Linked DNA regions of Macaca mulatta: region 1 is linked to region 2. A link is a contact called in public Hi-C data. All regions are on one chromosome and are shown on one strand. Each heading gives the region's core, a stretch centred on a gene start, on an enhancer-like site or on the middle of the called end of the contact. The rest is flanking DNA. Distances are from core to core; before and after follow the strand shown.

Region 1 (2,700 bases), core at 146-2,645, 810 kb before region 2:
AACAGCACAGTACAGGGAAGCTAAATGTGGAAAGTAAAGGTCCTCAGCAGCTTTTCTTCCTAGGCTCACCCACCCGAGGTAATCATTAACAGTTTCTTGTATATCCTCCAGGAATGTTCTGCACACACCCCCACATGCACGCAAATACCATCTCTCTCTCTTGCCCTCTCTCTGTATACGTACACATATGTTTAATTCTGCAAGTTGCTTTAAAACTCAATACCTTTTGGAGGTATTTATGTATCAGCATATTTAGATACAATTTACTTTTTTAAAAACGGGTAATATCCCATTGTATTAATATTCCGTAATTTAAGTTCCTCTATAGATGGACAATCAGAATACTTTTTTTTTTTCTTGCCACACACACACAAAAATTGCTGCCAAAAATCTTTGTAGATAAATCCTTGGATATTGGCGCAAAAATAATTGTTGCATACTTCCTTAGTGGTGAAATTGCTGAATCAATCCGCTCAAGCCTCTCATATTGTCAAATTACTCCTCCTAAAAGGTTACACTAATGACATTCTTACATCATTTGCTTACGTCTTGGTACACATTTGGTATTAAGCGACTTCATAAGTTTGCCAATCTAAATACATGGAAAAAAATGGCGTCATGTTGTTTTTATTTGGGTCTCTTTATGAGTAGGGCAGCAAGACCTGATTGTTAAACGTGCAAGTTCTGAAGTTAAACTCCCTGGGGCTGGATGCTACCTCTTCCTTGTAAAATGTGTGGTCTCAGGCTTGTTAGGTCTATTGCCTCGTCTCCAAAAAAGGGGATAAAGAGGGCACACATCTTTAGGCTTAAACAAGATACGTAGGAATACAGGAAGCCCTTCTTATACGTTCGCTACTAGCGGTACTGATCCTAATTTTTTTGAAGCCGTGCTCGCTCTGGTACTTTATTTTTGGTGTACTCCTCCAACCAACCAACCACAGAATTCTGTTGTTGCCTGTAATTAGAAATGAGAGGAAAACTGGCTCCGCTTGCTCAAAATTCTCCTCCCTCCGCCCCAACTCTGCCTTAGAATCACTGGTTTAAATGTCAACGTAAAGGAACGAGTTGCAATTTCCAAGGAACATGCAAAGTGGACACCTGGGCTGCGTACCTCCAGGCGGCCAGGACCCGCCGTTTTCGGTATAGGGAACACCAGATAGCAATACCTAACGCTACCTAACAAACATTTCTCCACCCACAGCGCCATTAGCCGTTAAGTTTGCAGTGCCGAAAAGCTCAAAGAGAATGGTGCTTAAAACAGGAATACAATTGTAGATCCACCCCCTACACGCAAAGAGCCCGGGACGCGCCTTCACAGCCCCGCCCCAACCGGAAGTGACGCACCGTGCCGACTATTTCTTCCGCCGTCCGCCGGTGGCGAGGCCCAGGCTATCGCGGGGTGTGCAGCGGCATCGCGGCCAGTAGAGGGATTCTGGGTAACGGCCCTGGCCCCCGGCTGGGCTTCTGGCTCGGCGCAGCAGGTTCCACTCACGCCAAGTCTGTTGGCAGTGGCAGTTGTAGGGCCGGGGGCGGTTGTAGGACCCGGAGCAGCCGGACATGGAGCAACCGTGGCCGCCTCCGGGACCCTGGAGCCTCCCTCGGGCCGAGGGTGAGGCTGAGGAAGAGAGTGACTTGGACGTGTTCCCCAGTTCTCCCCGCTGCCCGCAGCTGCCGGGCGGCGGCGCCCAGGTGAGAGGGGGCCTGCGTTCTGCCGAGGGATGGAGTGGTGCTGTCCCCAAACCCCTGGAATGCCGCGTCTCCCAGACCCTCTTCTAAGCCTTTTTCTGCGCCCACCTCACTGCCGGGGCCCGGGGATCTGATGCCTGATACCATCCCACCCCTTTTATAGCATTTTCGGATGGAGACGGGGTGGCCATGTATTACCAACCTCCACCTCCACGCACACCTTTTCTTTCACCTTGGCTGATTGCTGTTCACCCTTGGAAGACGTTCCTCCATCTCCCCTTCCTGACAGCACCCAGATTTGGGGCGGCTCATGGTGTAACATTGACCCTTTGTCCTCTTGTGAGAGGTTTTCCCGGAGCACTTTATTCTGTTAAAGGCTCTAGCATACTTGTGCACAGTTGATAGGAACAGTGAATGATTGTAGTTCAACGTCACACCGAGTCCTCACAAAGATTTCACATGCGATTTCAACCCATGTTGACAACTGAGTAAATTCTTCAAACCTCGCTTTTGACGCTGGCGTACACCTCTCCCATTCGCGTGACCATCTTTGCCTTACTGTTTAGTTTTGCTTCACGTCATTCTCCAGTGAAAATATATACGCATATACTTGCCTTTTCCTTCAGACTTCTCTTAGGTTCCTGGTATTTACTTGTGTTTTCAATCCAGCTTTCCTGCCTTCCTGCCATTGAAACGTATCCAAATGTGATATACTACTAAGGATTTTTCAGGGACCTATCTTAGGGGATACTTACATACTCGCATCACCTTTTCCTGTTTTTTTTCTCCTCCGAATCCCTGTGTGTTTTGGAAGTATATTTCAGGATCACAGTCTAAACACTAATATATTCAATGGATCATAGGTGTCTGTCGCCTCCTTGCAAAATGGGGTTCCCAAGAGTGTAACAGATTTAATAGTAGTTTTCCTCTCAACTTATTTTGCTAGATGTTAATGAGGATGAGTTAAATTGTTTGCCAGTAAGCGTGAGATTATCAGTCTTATGCCCAGCTAAC
Region 2 (2,719 bases), core at 20-2,519:
CACTTTCTGGGCCTTGCTCTCTTGGGTCTGGACTTGTAGTCAGGGTCAGGACGCTCCCAGGTAGAAGGGTTAAAGGTGGAAGCCAAGCAGGAAGAAGAGCTTCCTTATGGGAACCACACCTGAGAATAAATGCACCACACCTTGTAAATTTCACCCTGGAGTTCAGAATTTTCAACATCCTCTCCTTTCCCAACTTCCCCATTCCTGACAAAGTCATTTCCCAAAGTCTGGGAATATTCCCTAGGGTGTCCAGAACACTTTCAGCTATCTCCTTTTGCTCACAAAATATATATCAGAAAATAAGCAAAAGTTGACCTTGCAATACAGATAACTTTGATTTCACTCACTTGTATAAGGCAAGTCTTTTAAAAACTAACACTTTTTACCATGGGTAAAAAATGTCTTGCTACTTATACAATTTTAAATATCACTGTGTCTCAGAGAGATGTTTTGCAGAGAATGCCGATTTCAATCCCTCTGCCTTCATTTTCCCTCTGATTCCTACTCACATCTTGGAAGGGGTCTTTAATGCTTCAGCCCTGCCTCTCAGGTGAACTATAGATTACTATGAGAAGGTGTATTTTGGGGGAGAAGTGGGGGCTGCAAGTTCCAGACAGCCTTTCTTCCAGTCACCCGTGAGTACCTTTATTTGATTTTACTTGGGAGGACAAAAAGATTAACTGCATGAATTCTGTCATCGGGATTACTGCGCTGACTTATTTCCTGATCAGATGACACGTTGCCTGAATGTGTGACTGATCGTCTCACCACAATCATTTTCAATAAATATTTGCATTCCATTCAAACTAAGCCACATCCCCCTGCAAATTCCAGCCCAGAGCCCACAGCTTCCGGAGGTTTTCTGTAATTAACACCGCCCTCGCTCCCTGAGGCCAATTACTGTAATTTAGGTATTCCCCGCAATGGTGTGCTGATTTCTGTTGACACCACTCTGCCTGTTTTTCTCAACTCTATTTTAAAGCTACGGAGAGATCCGGAGTCCACGCCAGGCGACAAGAACGCGCCCTAATGGAACGAGGTTGGCAATACCTATCAGCACCAGGGGCAGTGCGAGAGCCAAGGGCAGGCGCTCACGAGGAAAGGGCGCCCAGCGCGGCCTGGCAAGCTCGGAGCCCAGGAGATCGCGCTGACTGACATGGCCGGACTGACCCTTCTCCCCACCCGCCTGCGGCGGTGTTCACTCACTGGGCGGCGCTGGTTCCGGGACCAGGCAACCGGTGCAGAGGCCTCCAGGCCCGGGCTCCTTTAGCCCGCGGCAGGGAGCGGGCCTCGCTCCGCCCAGCGTCGGGATTGGCGCGGAGCCACAGTAGATGACGCGCCTCAGCCAAATTCGCGCAGCCCTCGGCTTCTTTAAAGGGCCAGCACGTCCGCCAGAAGCAGGGTGTGTCCTTCCGGGCCAGGCTCAGTGTTACCGGAGGTGGGAGGGGAAGGTCAAAAGAGGCAAATTCAAAACCGCGGCGACTCAGCTGCCAGATTTTTGAGATAAGGCAGAGGAAGCGGAATGGAATTCTCAATTAAAGGCCTCTGTCCCCTCATCTGTTAAACTGCCACTCTTAAAGAGGCATAAAGATTAGACAGAAACGAAAAAGAACAGAATTGACCGAAATTACCCATTCTCTTTTGAACAGAGCCGTCTTTCTCCCCTGCTGCTCTGAGAGATGTCAATCTTGTCTCAGCCTCACCAGCAATTTCCATCTTGAATAAGCCAAGTCTCCCAGCCTGAGAGAATACTTGAATCATTGGCACTCTGTTCTTTGCTACCAAATGGCTTGGAAAAATAGCATGAACGTCACCAGTCTCTGGCCTTCAGGAAAGTCCCCGCTGACCACCAGAGCGGTGGGAAGGCGTCTAACTTCCTCCAGGCTCAGCGTGTGAGTGAACACCGCCCTGACCTCCTGGGCGCGTCTTGCTGCTCTCAACAGCAGCCCTCAGGATTCTGGAGCCTGGGTCCCACATTCCGGATACCATTTGTTGAATGGCTGGATGGGGAAATTACAACAGCACCCTCATTTCCAGTCGTGGGAATGGGCGGGTTACCAGGAGGTTTGACACTCTTTAAGGGGGATTAACAACTGATGCAAGAAGTAGGGAATCGTGTTTGAGTGCACAGACTAACATAAACACACTTACCTTCAATTTCTAGCTCTGCCACTGTCACTCTGTGACTTTATTACCTCTGCAATAGGACTAAAGCCATCTAATTTATTGGATTGTGAGGACTAAAGATAATATATGTAGGCACTTAGCACAGTGTCTGGCACATAGTTCGCCTTCAATAAACAGTAGTAACCAGTAACAGCGGGGAGCTGTTACTAACTCTAGGGCTGAGGGGAAGGGGGAAGGAAGCAGTTACTGAAATCAGGCGAGAGTGGTAGCTGTGGCTGTAGGAGAGAGTAACCAACTGGAACTGTGTTGTTCAGTAAGGGAAAGCCAGCAATGCCAACTTTTCACCAAGTAAGGTGAGATTCTATAGTTGTAGCCAATGCTGACACGTCACCCAAAGCAGGGACAGAGTGGAGAAGACCCATCTCTCTGTTCTCACAGCTCTGATATCCAGCTGGGGTCTTCCATTGGCTGATCCACCAGAAAGCCAGAAGACAATGGAGCTAGGTCTGTGTAGTCTGTAGAGGTCAGCCTCCTAGGCACAATGCCTGGAGGGATAAATAGAAAATATCCAGCACACCATTTCTACAACCTT

Evidence for each region. Hi-C and Micro-C count contacts between places; a contact is called where the count stands out from the background.
Region 1: a contact with region 2 is called in a Hi-C map of fetal cortical plate, with 3 times the contacts expected there. The contact joins the promoter of CDC37L1 here to the promoter of PLGRKT in region 2. A contact is called at or near these places in 2 of 14 Hi-C or Micro-C datasets (fetal cortex germinal zone and fetal cortical plate).

Annotation. Positions count from the first base shown.
Region 1 is chr15:94,736,344-94,739,043 of T2T-MMU8v2.0, reverse strand. It overlaps CDC37L1 (cell division cycle 37 like 1, HSP90 cochaperone), which reads left to right and starts at 1,395. Exons shown (of 7, transcript NM_001257827.1): 1 at 1,395-1,689. The coding sequence starts at 1,558. It overlaps LOC144334706 (a long non-coding RNA gene), which reads right to left and starts at 1,314. Exons shown (of 2, transcript XR_013404856.1): 1 at 1,112-1,314.
Region 2 is chr15:93,924,725-93,927,443 of T2T-MMU8v2.0, reverse strand. It overlaps PLGRKT (plasminogen receptor with a C-terminal lysine), which reads right to left and starts at 1,269. Exons shown (of 6, transcript NM_001257744.1): 1 at 1,207-1,269; 2 at 1-119. It overlaps LOC114672798 (a long non-coding RNA gene), which reads left to right and starts at 847. Exons shown (of 2, transcript XR_003723287.2): 1 at 847-1,039; 2 at 1,650-2,719.